Regions from separate parts of the Sus scrofa genome. Here region 1 is linked to region 2. Evidence: chromatin contacts called from public Hi-C data. All regions are on one chromosome and are shown on one strand. Each heading gives the region's core, a stretch centred on a gene start, on an enhancer-like site or on the middle of the called end of the contact. The rest is flanking DNA. Distances are from core to core; before and after follow the strand shown. Region 1 has its middle 20 kb from the start of RHOD. Region 2 holds the start of SSH3 (protein phosphatase Slingshot homolog 3).

The links. A called contact is a pair of places that touch in the nucleus more often than the background predicts.
Region 1: a Hi-C map of skeletal muscle shows a contact between it and region 2, with 4 times the contacts expected there. The contact joins the enhancer-like site here to the promoter of SSH3 in region 2. A contact is called at or near these places in 17 of 47 Hi-C or Micro-C datasets (alveolar macrophages, blood, embryonic fibroblasts and 8 more) and 2 of 2 datasets of contacts at active chromatin or transcription factors (alveolar macrophages and skeletal muscle).

Annotation. Positions count from the first base shown.
Region 1 is chr2:5,380,972-5,387,062 of Sscrofa11.1, forward strand. No RefSeq gene overlaps it. Among named protein-coding and RNA genes, the nearest start is that of RHOD, 20 kb to the right of the region's middle. Within about 2 kb of position 2,645, at least 37 of the 83 cell types and tissues checked have an H3K27ac peak or open chromatin away from gene starts, as enhancers often do. A contact at or near this core is called in alveolar macrophages, liver, omental adipose tissue and 3 more, where this site is marked.
Region 2 is chr2:5,189,408-5,195,824 of Sscrofa11.1, forward strand. SSH3 (protein phosphatase Slingshot homolog 3) reads right to left here and starts at 4,468. Exons shown (of 14, transcript XM_005660638.3): 1 at 3,374-4,468; 2 at 2,839-2,879; 3 at 2,054-2,285; 4 at 945-1,063; 5 at 796-867; 6 at 376-441; 7 at 105-293; 8 at 1-29. The coding sequence starts at 3,439. It overlaps ANKRD13D (ankyrin repeat domain-containing protein 13D), which reads right to left. Exons shown (of 15, transcript XM_021082767.1): 11 at 5,882-6,039; 12 at 5,683-5,799; 13 at 5,434-5,597; 14 at 5,266-5,354; 15 at 4,603-4,960. The coding sequence ends at 4,747.

The sequences.
Region 1 (6,091 bases), core at 1,395-3,894, 190 kb after region 2:
ACTGCAGTGCCTCGCTTAGGTTAGATCCCAAGCCCAGGAACTTCCACATGCTGCGGGTGTCGCCAAAAAAAAAAAAGTAGAATTTCAAAATTGTGTCACAGGGTGGTAACCTCTACGCAAAAGTTTTTCATAGGAAAAAAAAAAAAAAAGGCAGGCGGAGTTCCTATTGTGGCGCAGCGGTAACAAACAGCGAGTATCTATGAGCATGCAGGTTTGATCCTTGGCCTTGCTCAGAGGGTTAAGGATCTGGTGTTGCTGTAGTGTATGCCGGCAGCTGCAGCTCTGATTCGAACCCTAGCTGGGGCACGTCCATATGCTGCGGGAGCGGCCCTAAAAGGAAAAAAAAAAAAGAGGAAAAGAAAGCATGTAATTATTAGTAGGTGTCTTGGGTGATTGTGAAAGTGAGTGTAATTCAAGCCCTGGGTGTTTTGTGTTTTCCAGTTTTTCCTTACTACTTAGAGCTCTTCGAGACGGCAAACATCAGAAAGGGCCTACTTCATTTCAGCAGAAAGAAGTCTTATTTAGAAAGGCTGTCTGATCACTCTGGGTCAAGAAGAAGGCCAGGGAGCAGGTCTCCACCACCCCGTCTACAACCACTGATTGCTTGCTGTCCGGGAGCCTGCCACCCACACCCACACTCACTGCCTGGAGTGCAGGCATCCAGCATGGGTTCAAATCCTAGACTTGTCCTTTGCTAGCTTGTGATCTTGGACACGTTTCTCAACCTCTCTGCCCTTCAGCTTCCTGCTCTGTGAAATGAGGCTGCTGATAACTGTACCTACCTTGTGGGGTGGTTTTGAGGATTGGATGGATCCGACCTGTAGTAAGCTCTGTGTACTTGTTAAAAAGAAATACTGCCAGTGTCTCTGGAAGGAACTTAAACCTTCTCTTGCCCTAGATTCAAAGCCCTAAGTGAGGGGGGTTGGTAGCAGGTGAGTTGATACTGGTGACAGCCTAGCTGCCAGGGTCAGGAGAGGGTGAGCATCTGGGGGGCTGGGGTTCCAGCTTCCATAGAGGAAGGGCTGCGGCCTCCCAGCAAGGCCCCGCGGAGGACCAGGAAACCAAGGACGGATCAGGTACTAAGCTGGGAGACAGGGATTTTACAGTAAGTGCTCAATAAGGAATTGCTGAATGCCTGCATCGGCAACCAACACAAAAGCAAGAGCTGCACCAAAGAGCAGCGCTCATCTGGGATGAGATGCCAGGAAGCAGGAGGAGGGAATGAGGAAAAGGGGACTGGAGGTCACCACTTGATGGATGGGGGCCTTTCCAGCTGCCCCTCTGCCCTGCGGTCAAGGTTGTCCTGGCCTGAGGGTGGGGGCCTGGGAAGTTGCAGTTGCAGGGCCCTAAGGCACCTGAGTGGTGATAACAACGTGAAGCTCTCTCATTGTCAGGCCTTTTTTTTTTTTTTTTTTTTTTTGGAGGGGGAGGAGCTGGGGTGGGGAAGTGAAAAGAGTTGGAGAGCCCAGGGTGCCTAGAGTGACAGGGTGGAGCCAGAGGGAAGTCCTGAGGGCTGTCACCTTCCAGAGCCGTGGAGGCAGCCCTTTGTCATGTGACTCAGCGCCTTCAGCAGGTGGGAGGACCGAGAGTCGCGTTCCAAACTCCTGCTGGGAGTTCCCGTCGTGGCGCAGTGGTTAACAAGTCAGACTAGGAACCATGAGGTTGCGGGTTCGGTCCCTGCCCTTGCTCAACGGGTTAACGATCCGGTGTTGCCGTGAGCTGTGGTTAGGTCGCAGATGCGGCTCGGATCCTGCGTTGCTGTGGCTCTGGCGTAGGCCGGTGGCTACAGCTCCGATTGGACCCCTAGCCTGGGAACCTCCATATGCCGCGGGAGCGGCCCAAGAAATAGCTAAAAAAAAAAAAAAAAAAAAAAAAGACAAACTCCTGCTGAATTTTCCCAGTACCCCTCCCCACCCCACCCCCACAGGGTCCGGGTCACCCTGAAGGCTGGTTCTCCTGCAAGGAGGAGCCAGGGTCCTCCAGATGCTCCCCTTCGTCCCTCGCCCCCTTTTCCTGCCAGCCCCCCAGGATAATTCTGGCCACCGGGGGCAGGGCGTGTCCCCAGGTGCCGGCTCACAGCACCTTACTTTCCGGCAGCACTCCTTCAAGATTCTTTGACATTCTTTAGCATTTTGATCATCTCCTGAACTATGTTACAAATTCTGGGGTGGAGTCAGGGGCGAGGAGGGCAGGGACGGAGACCGTTCAGTCCCAACCTGCCTCCCCAGATGCAGCGCAGAGGAAACTGAAGGAGGCCGGGTTCCAGGGCTTCGTGGGAATTGCTTTGCCGAGACGTCTCCTTTGATCTCACTCCGCCCACGCCCTTGACGACAATCCTGCGAGGTGGCAAGCACAGGATCGGGATTCAAACCCTAGATTCTAACCTCCTGGAACCGTGACAGATGCGGGACAGCATCATCTTACGTCCGCTCAGTCTGGCCCCATGGGCAAGTCACTGGGCCACGCTGTCTTTTCTTCAGTAAAATGATGGGGCGGGTCCGGGCTCAGTGGGTGGTGGCTGGTGGGAGTGGTGTGTCCCCGAAAGTGCCCCCGGCAGGAGCGATGGGGGTAGATCTCCACACCTGGCTGCCGCCGCCGGCCTTCCCCCCCCCCCCCCGCCTCCGCGTCCCGCCTCTCCTTGGACCCTGCTGCCCCCTGCTGGTCGAGGTCCAGCCGCCCAGCTAGGGTCCAGGGGAGGAGGGGGCTGGGAGGCCCGAGGCCGGTGCCGGCTCTGCCACTCGCTGCCTTGGGTCCCGCTCTTTAGCTTTCTGTTTCCTCAGCCGGAAAGTGTGGGGATTGTGGGGACTGGATGTGCCGAATGTCACGTACAGCGCCTGGCCAGACAGGACTTTGTGACGCCCTTCTGGTGGGCGGACAGGGGCAGGCATCCTAGAACAACTCTGTTTCAGAAGCGTGGGTCTGAGCGGGAATGTCTAGGCGTCTTTCGTTCACCGACCTCCCACCCCCCACCCCCGGCCTCTCCAGCCCCCTTCCTGTTTATCCCGATGGCAAGAGCAGGCTGCTTAGTGAAGCTCAGACACTCGCCTCCCCTGCTGGTTGTGTCCACACTGGGGGTCTCACAGAGAATGGAGGCTGGGAGGACAAGGATCGTATCCTGCTCCCTTCTCCACCCCTCTGCTTGGGGTGCAGGAGCTAGAAAGGGGCCCCCATCTGGCAGACAACCAATACATCTAATCGAACACATGGAGTGTCTGCCCTGCGCTCAGCGGGGCACCAGGCATGGTGTCAGCCTCAGCAAACGTGAGCCCTGGAGGAAATTCCGACCCATCCTGCCAGCTCACCCTCTGAGGGTGCCTATCCTTGTCATCACCAGGGTGTGTGCTCCCTTTCACTCCCGGGCATCCAGATTGGGAAGAGGGGACCAGCAACCATCAAACACTTCCAGCTTGCTCCTGCTTTGCAGCCCCTGCAACAATGTTGCATAGAGTGTAGCAATCCTCACTTTGGATTTCCCTTGAGGTGAAGTGAGCTAAGGACGGGTTGTCACAGCAGCAGCTTGGGCTGTGGTGGGAGTTCCATCCCAGACCCAGGAACTTCCACATGCCTCGGGTGCAGCTGAAAAAAAAAAAATCCTCACTTCATAGTTAATAATTGGAGTATTGGGAGTTCACTTCGTGGTGCATTAGAAACAAATCTGACTAGAATCCATGAGGATGTGGTTTGATCCCTGGCCTTGATCAGTGGGTCAGGGATCTGGCATTGCCGTGAGCTGTGCAGGTCGCAGATGAGGCCCGGATCCTGCTGTTGCTGTGGCTGTGGTGTAGGCCGGCATCTGTAGCTCTGATTTGACCCCTAGCCTGGGAACTTCCATATGCTGTGAGTGTGGCCCTAAAAAGCTAATAATAATAATAATGATAATAATGCAAGTATTAGTTAACACTGATGATTGAGTGAATAGGCACTGGTTGCAATAACTCATTTGATCCAACTCTGGGAGATATGTCCTACTCTTACCCTCATTTCACAGAGAAGGAAACTGACCCAAAGAGAGCTCTAGTGACACCTTTAAGGTCACAGAGCTGGTAAATTGCAGAACCAGTATTTGAACCTGGGAAAACCCCCTACTCTCCATAATCTGACCTACTAATCAGAAGCATTCAGCTTGGAGATTAAGCCCCAGAACTATGGTGACTGGTCAGCTATTCTGCTCTGGGTTTTTTTGTTTTTTTGTTTTTTTTTCTTTTTGCCTCCATACCGCACCTGCGGCATCTGGAAGTTCCCAGGCTAGGGGTTGAATTGGAGCTGCAGCTGCTGACACCGCAACACAGATCCAGGCCACGTCTGTGACCTATGCCATAGCTCATGGCAATGCCAGATCCTTAACTCACAGAGCGAGGCCAGGGATTGAACCCACATCCCGTGGACACCATGTTGGGTTCTTAACCCACTTAACCCACGGAGCCACGAGGGGAGCTCCCCACTCTGATTTGGATCTCTCTCCTCCTCATCCTGGTCTCTGGCTTTGTTGGTTTCCTAGCCAGTGGCTTTAGGATGTTTTCCTGGGAGCTGTGAGTTCTCATCTTCCAAAGGAAGAGCCCCCAAGAGCCAAAGGCAGGAGAGAGCAAAGAGGGTGGCCCAAGTGGGTGATCCGTAGGCACCGTCCCCATCCCATACCGGCTGTGGGGCCCAGGGTGCCATCTGGGCAGAGGGGGGAGGGAAGCTTCATGACTCACTGTGTGTCCCGCCCTCCCCACCCGAGGATGCCAGGGAGTGGCCTGTCCTGGGGGAGATGCCTTGGGGTCCCCACCCGTACCCCTCGCCTTCCCGGCAGACAACGCCAAGGCTGGGCGGAGGCGGGGCGGAGACATGAAGACACTGTGGTTTGTGGTTCTTGGCCCCAGAGGGCCTCTGGGCTGTGCCTTCCCCAGGCTCCCCCTTGTCTGGCCGTGCCCACCCCGCCAGGTGGGGGTTGTGAGGAATTGAAAGCGGGCTTGGAGGGTGAAGAGGAGGAGGAAAACAACCACCCACCCCAACACCTGGCCTCGGCCGGGCATCTCCAAGTGACGCCCTCCCGTGATGCCTGGGGACGCTGGGGCTGACCCTGGAAACCGGCCGCCTGACGGTTCCACCTCTCCCAGCACAGGTGTTTTGGGAAGGGGCCACCTCCCCACTCACGCATGCAGGGGTGAGGCCTGCATTCCTCCGTCACTCTCAGCATCCCCACCCTCCCCTCCGTCCACCTTCTCTGAAGCCACAGCTTCCCAGCCCAGAAGTCACCCGGCCTTGACTTGTGGTGGCTTGTTTCTGGTGTTTGGGTGTCTGCAGCTGCCCAACGGGTCTTCTGCTCCCGCCTCCGCCCTGCCAGGCCCCCCGGCCTGGTCCTGCCACCAGATGTGTCATCTTAAGGCATCCCGCCTGGCCCTTCCCACGGCATAGGAGGAGAGGCCCAGGTCCTCAGCCAAGGGGACCACGCAAAGGCAACAAATGCTCCAGTGTGCAGGCGGCTTTGTGTGCGTGCGGTGAAGCCACAGGCTTCCTGGAGAAGGTGGTGTCTGAGCTGGGCCCTGAAGGATCTGGGGGTGGGTGGGTGGGTCTGCACAAGCAGGGAGGATGGGCAGGCAGGGAAATAGCTTGAGCAAGATCTGGAGGCCCGTACAGCCACGCTGCATGAAGCTGGACGGTCAGGTGTCCTCGGTAGAAGGTGGGGCGTGCGGGCTGCGGCCAGATGCAGGAGAGCCCAGGTCCCCTGTCCTTCTGTGCAGGGGGCTGCACAAGGTTCAAGGTGATGTGACTGGATCTGTGCTTTGGCAGATTCTGGGTGGATTCAAGGAGGGCGAAGGATCTGAGGGTCTGGAGGCCTGGAGACTTCTAAAGAGGTCCAGGCGGGAGCAGTCGAGGGCCCCCCAAGTGGAGCGTTGACTCATGGCCTTTGTTCATTCATTCATACTTTTTTTGGGCCACGCTCATGGCATGTGGAAGTTCCCAGGCCAGGGATCAAACCCACGCCACAGCAGTGACCCAAGTGGCTGCAGTGACGCCAGATCCCTAAACCGCTGTGCCACGAGAGAACTCCATCATTGAATACTTGTTTGTTTTTTTTTTGTTTTTTGTCTTTTTAGGGCCGCACCTG
Region 2 (6,417 bases), core at 3,218-5,717:
CCTGCTCCATCTGCTCCTGTTCTGAGGGCCTGGGAACGGAGCCCATCCGTCAGGGTGGCTTCCCCACTCCATGCACCCCCGTCTCCTCCCCTCCTTGTACTGACCGGCCGGCCTCCAGGCTTGGAGGCCGCAGAGACTCCAGGTCGGCCATGGCCATCCACTCGTTGAGGCAGCCCTGGTCAGAGCTCAGTCTGTCCTGGTAGTGGCTGGCCCAGGTGAGGGCACTGCCCCCTGGCACAAGACCACTACCTAGAGCCGCCTCACAGGCCTGGTGCAACACCTGGAGCGTGGCCCTGGGACAGAGGAGAGGCTGTGACTCTGTCCTCCTGCCTCCCCTACCCAGAGCCTGCGGCCGTGTGGAGCCCCAGCCCTTACCACATGGTCTGGATGGAGATTGGCTTGAAGATTCGACTCTGCCCACCAGATGTCACGCTGAAGCCCCTGCGCGAGACCAGGAGGGGGTGGAGCCCAGCTCCCGGCTCTGGGACAGGGTCCCGGGGAGGCCTGCTCACTAGGCGCCTCCTAAGTGTGGGCCTCAGAACATGTGCACATCATTTGAGCTTCAAAATAAGCCCCTTTTGCCAGACACGGGGCAACTGAGGCCCAGAGAACTTAGGTGACTTGCCCAGGATCACACAGTGACTCTTGGGTAGCGCCGCCGGCAGGCCCAGCCCGGAGTTCTGCAGTGGGTCCCCTGCCCCCGCCCACCCCGACATGCACAGCACTTGGTTACTGCCCCCTCGCCCCCCCCACCCCGCTGTCTCCTTTCCAGTCCCTCCAGCTGCCACCTCTTACCCATCTCCATCCAGGTACACCTGGGTGTCACTCCAGAGCGGCAGGACCAGGCCTAGGGTGCAGCTGGGGGAGCTGGCAGGGGCAGAGGAAAGCCGTTGTCCTCCGGCCCGCGCCCCCTTGCCCGCCTCCCTTCCTCTCCCTGCTCCCACCTGCTGTCAGGAAAGTCCACCCCCAGAAGGATGGTCTCATCCTGGCTCAGACGTTCTCTTGTGGAAACTACCAGGAGGTAGCGGAGCCGGGGAGGCCGGGCGGCCTCCAGCTGGGCTGCCTGGAGAAGACGGGAAGGGACACGCCCCGGGGGTCACAGTGGCCCAGCGGACGCTGCTCCCCCTCCCGCCACTTGACACCCATCCAGGCCTGGAACAGACCTGCCACCTGCTCCCTCTATACCCATCCCTCTCTTCCCAGATGCCAGATCAGTGTTACCATCTAGCGGTTCCTAACTTCAGGATTTCATGGTCCAATAAAAGGTTTAAAAAGATTTTTCTCAAAGAGGACGTGTGCAGAAAAAACCAGAACGGGCATGACAGAGTGTCCATTTTTTTTGCTTCTGGCTGGGAAGGAGGTTTAAAACACACCTTTCCACTTGCCATTATGATTCCAAAAAAGTTTCTCACCAAAGAAAATATTCGGGACACAATCTCACAACAGAGGATGGTGTTTCTGCAGAATAAATTCTGCTCGACGAAAGATTAGCATCGGTTTTTCCCATTCTGCTGCCGACAGCGAGATGTTCCACAGGCAGCTGGGAACTGTGTCCCAGCCGCCCCCGGGCCCCTCCAGCACCAGCCCCGTCACACAGTCAAGAAGGTCCTGTGCTGGTTGTTCAGAAACCACCTCTGGGCCATTCCCAGCTCTTGGACCTAATCTGGCGTCTACAGGCTCACACGGGACACACCTCCCCATCCTTCCCAGCCCGCCAGAGACACAATCTTGCCCTGTTAAAACACCTTGAGGGAGTTCCCGCTGTGGCATAGCAGGCTAAAGATCTGGCATTGTCTCTGTGGCCATGCAGGTTCCATCCCTGGCTCAGAAACTTCCATATGCTGTGGGCGTGGCCATTAAAAAAAACCAAAAAAACCTCAACTCTAGTTGAAACTGCAGAGTCACTGGGGTTTGGGCGCCCCCTGCCCTCACACCACTGCTCCCCAAATAGACTCACACACTGGCTCCATTCCACCCTCTCCTCCAGCTCCCTCCCCTTTCAGAGGGAGCTCCCTCCCCTTTCAGAGGCCAGGGGCTCTGGCGGGCCCCTCACCAGGCGGATGTCGTCCTGCGGCCTCAGCAGCTCCACCATGAGATGCAGGTGCTGACTCTGCTCCTGCTTCCCGGGACTCGGGGGCCCACGGCCGTCATCTGTCTGGTCCCCGCGGGGCTGCTCGTCACTCGGGGGTTCCTCCACTGGCTCAGGGCTGGCCTGGGCTGCGTCCTCACCATCTCCTCCGTCCTGTAGTCCCAGGACAGCCCCACGGAGTACTGCAAAGCTCTGCCTGGCGGGGGGACGGGGAAACCGTCAGAGCCCGTCAGGGTTGCCGGGAGGGCTCCTTCGAACAGGTGTTGGACTCCACCCCCAGAGAGTCAGGGGCTCGCAAGCCGAGGCCCGAGAATGTGCATTTCTAGCCGGTTCCTAGGAATGCTGCCACAGCACTTCAGGAACCACCGCCTCAGAGGCTCTTAAGCCTCCAGCCCATTTCCTCTTGGCTAAGGAGGGACAGAGGTTGCTCCCTTTGCCTTCCCACCTGCCTAACTCAGGAGATACTGTGAACTTGGCGGGGACCCGGAGGGCCTCAGGCCCTGCTCTCCCATCCTGTTCTTTGGCTCGTGACCACCAGCCAGAGCCAGGTCTGGGACAGTGGGTGAAGGAGCCGGAACTGACCACGGGGAAGAGGAAAGGAAAGGCAGCCATCCGTGCCCACCAGCCGTGCCCGCTGGCCTTACTGCCCCACATATTAAGTGGCTGGCTTTGGCTGCAAATCTCCCAGGATGGCAGTGGCCAAAAGTGGCCACTGGATGGAGGCGCCTGTCTTGGGGGCAGCTGCTCACCTTCGTTGGAGCCGGCTTCTGCGCTGGGAGGCCTGGTCCTGCTGAGAAAGCAGCCCCCGGGGCCAGTCAAATGCGGGGAAGGAAGGACTCTCCCCCCCTCCCCTCCTCCCCCCACTCAAGGATTGCTAGGCTGGGGGTGTAAGAATCGCCAGCCCCCAGTCCCAGAAAAGGTGTCAGATCCCTTTCCCACGCCAGTCCACTCTCCACATGGAGGCACTGGGGGAGCCCGGGCCCTGATCCAGGTTGGCAGCCAGAGTTAAGATGGGGGGGTGGCTGCTGGAGGTTTGGCCCAGATCTGGGCCTGGGAAGGGGGTAGGGCCTCCGCAGCCTGGGCTGGCGCTCAGGGCTCCGAACCCTGCTGTGGTCTGAGATCCTGGGAGCCTCAAGATCCCCCCAAACCCGTCCAGCCTGAGACTTGAAGGCCCCCTCCACCCACGCCCAAGCTTGAGGAGGGTCTGCCCATGGGCAGCACGCACTCCCCCAGGCCCACTGGCAGCCGACTGCGTGGGCAGCACCACAGCAAAGTCAGACTCACCGTGGGCCCCACAGGCGTGGAGTGGCCGCTGGCCGGAGGCGAGCGGCTTACTGTGACCAGGGCCATGAGGCCAGGCCGGGGACACCTGGGCCGGCACCGGGCGCCGCGCCCTCCCTCAGCCCCACGGACAGTCCCTGCCCCACAGGACCAGGAAGGAAAGTCCGGAGCCACCAGGGCCTGGCACCTCCTCGGGGGCGGCCCTTAAAGGGCCAGACACCCGCCGAGGCCTGCCGGCGGAGCCCGCCCCGAGTGGCCACCGCCCCTCCTTTCGCAGCTCGACCGGTTCGGCCCGCCTCGCCCCGCCCCCAAAACACGTCGAGGGCGGGGCGCAGGTGCGGAGCCGGCTAGCAAAGGGGCCGCTCACGCTGCCCTGGTCACTCGGGTCGGTCCCTCCTCCCAGGAGGCACCCCTGCCCCGGTCCTCCCTGCTCCGCCCACTTGGGTCACTTGAGCTCTGCTCTGGGCCAAGAGGCGCCCCTGCCCCTGTCCTCCCTGCTCCGGCAGGTTAGGTTGCCGGAGCTGGGCCCGGGTTCTATTGCCCAACAGACACGGGACCTAGCGAGGCAGGCCTGGGGACCCGGGTCTCGGAGGGGACCAGACACAGTGGTCTCAAGGGAGGGGCACCCCACAGTTGTTTCTCCTTGTCAGCTGGCCCTGGCGCTTCCACTCTGGGGAATCGCTAAGGGACACATGAAGCTCCAGGGGATATCAGGCTCAGAACTACGCCAGGAGGCCCACAGCAGGTCCTCAGGGTGGAGGTGAGCAGGCCCCGATGAGCAGGTTCACAGCTGCGACAGAGGGAAGTGACTTAACTGCAAGTCATTGCAACAGAACCTGCCGGAGTTAGGGCAGGAACCCAGGCTGACGTGCCCCTCCGCGCTGGTTCGTTCGGGCTGGTGAAGCTGCCCCCGACACGCGCATGGGTGGGTTCCGGGAAGGCCAGACTGTGTGGCTAGGCGGGGAACCTGGGTCTCCAATAGATGCGACAGAGCTCAGGGGACTTGGTCTCGGAGCTCCTACTCCGTAAGGGCACTTGACACCTGTTGGCTCAATTTCAGTGTACCCTCTCTGCAGCCCTGGAGGTGGTCGGTGGTCTCAGTTATAGCTGAGGAAACTGAAGCTCAGAGACGCTAAGGGGGTCTCGGCCAGGATTCAAACCCAGGTCTAAGGCCCTTGCCCCCACTGTCTCCCCTTGGTGCCCCCCCTTCCCCCCACTGAGTGGAGCAAGCCTGCTGCTGAGGGTGTCTTTATTTCCATCTCTGTCTCCAATGCCGGCCCACCCCCGGGGCTCCAGGCCCCAAGCTCAGCAGCAGAGTGTTTATAAATAAATAAGTTATAAAAGTGGGTGGGGAGCCCTCCCCCGGGGCCGGGGACTCAGTGCTCCGTGAGCGAGAGCTGCAGGATGCGCTGTAAGTCTTCCTCCTCCTGCTGCCCCCGCCGCTCCCGCTCCTCCTGCTCCCGCGAAGACAGCTCCAGGGCCAGGCGGAGCTGCTCCTCAAAGCTTGGGGGGGCCAGGGCCGGGGGTGTCCTGTGAGGGGATCCCGGACCCCCAGTCTCGGTGGACATCCTCAGGCTTTCCTGGAGGGCCCTTCCAGGCACGAGAGGGGAGAGCAGGTCGGTGAGCACTAAGGCTGGGGGCGCCAAGGGCGGGGACAAGGCTACGGAGGCTGAGGATAAGGACGGCGCCGGGACAGGAAGACCCTGTCTTTCCGTCCCTCAGGCCACCTTCGCTGGTGGGTAGCGACGATGGAGGGTGGCCTTGAAGGGGGCCTGGAGTCCTGGGACTAGCACCCGCCTGCCACCTACCCCGACCAGCCAAGAACCCCCCGGCTGGCAGGGTCCTTGAGGCGGGGCAGGGCTGAGACGTGGACCTGGTTGGTCCTAGGGCCTCACCGCTCCAGCTGAAGCTGCTCCTCAAAAGCCGTGCCCTGGGGAAGGTGGGTGCCAGGCCGGGTGTTGGACAGGGCTTCCCAGACAGTCACCTGCAGCAGCCAGAGCCCAGAGCTGTCACCTCTGCCACCCCTGCCCTTGCCCAGGGCCTGGGCCCGGCCCGCACCCCACCTGCTCCGCCTCCGTGCCCGCCTCCAGCAGGCTCTGCTGGATGGCAAACTGTAGCAGATCGTCGTCCTCGTCACGAAGAGGCTCGCTGCGCTCCGTGCCCAGCACGCTGTACCCCTCGGGCACCTCAAACACGGCGGGGTCCACCTCACAGGGGAAGGGGCTCCCTGGGTGCGGCAGGGGGGTCGTGCTTAGCCCCCGGCACACGGGGACCGGCGAGCTGCACAGCCCGGCGCCCGCCCGCAGCGGTACCTGAAGCTGCGACGGCAGAGCCGGGCGCCGGCGCCCACACCGAGCTTAGGGGCTCGTCACAGCCACACAGGTTGCCGAAGGTGATGCGGGCGTTGAGCACGTGGAAGAGGGGGATCTCTGGGAGGAGACGACCAGCCTGAGCCAGCCCCGCAGCCCGGGCCGCCTGGGGCCCTCGGGCCGCCCAGGCCCACCCGCTCACCAATCTTGACCGGGAAGCCGGGGGGCAGGCGCAGGGTGATGAAGTCGCGCAGCTTGGCAAAGTGAGCGTTGCTGATGGCCATCAGGTCGATGATGGGCGTCACCTGGTCACCCAGGGAGAGCGGGTGCTCCTCACTCAGCCACAGTGTCGCCTTGAACCTGCCCAGCCGACCGCAGGACGTGGGTCAAGGAACCTCTGGCGGCCGCTCTGCTCAGGCCCACCCACTCGGGGCCCGTGCCTGTCCTGTGCTCGCCGCCCGGCCCGGGGTGCCCTCTGCTGGCCTCAGCTGCCCCTGCCTCCCTCCCCCAGGAGCTGCCTCCAGACCCTGGGCTCAGGCGGGGCCTCGGGTGGTTCGTCCAGCTCAGCTCTTCTGGATGAGGAGGGCAGGGCCAAGCTCTCGGCTTAACTTGGCCGGCCTAAGCCTGCTCCTCGGCCCACAGCCGGCCGGGCTGGCACCTCCTCGCCATATGGTGGGTCCAGCAGAGCCCGGGTTCAGGACTGCTGGGCTGCCCTCTCAGCGCCACCCCTCCCCGCCC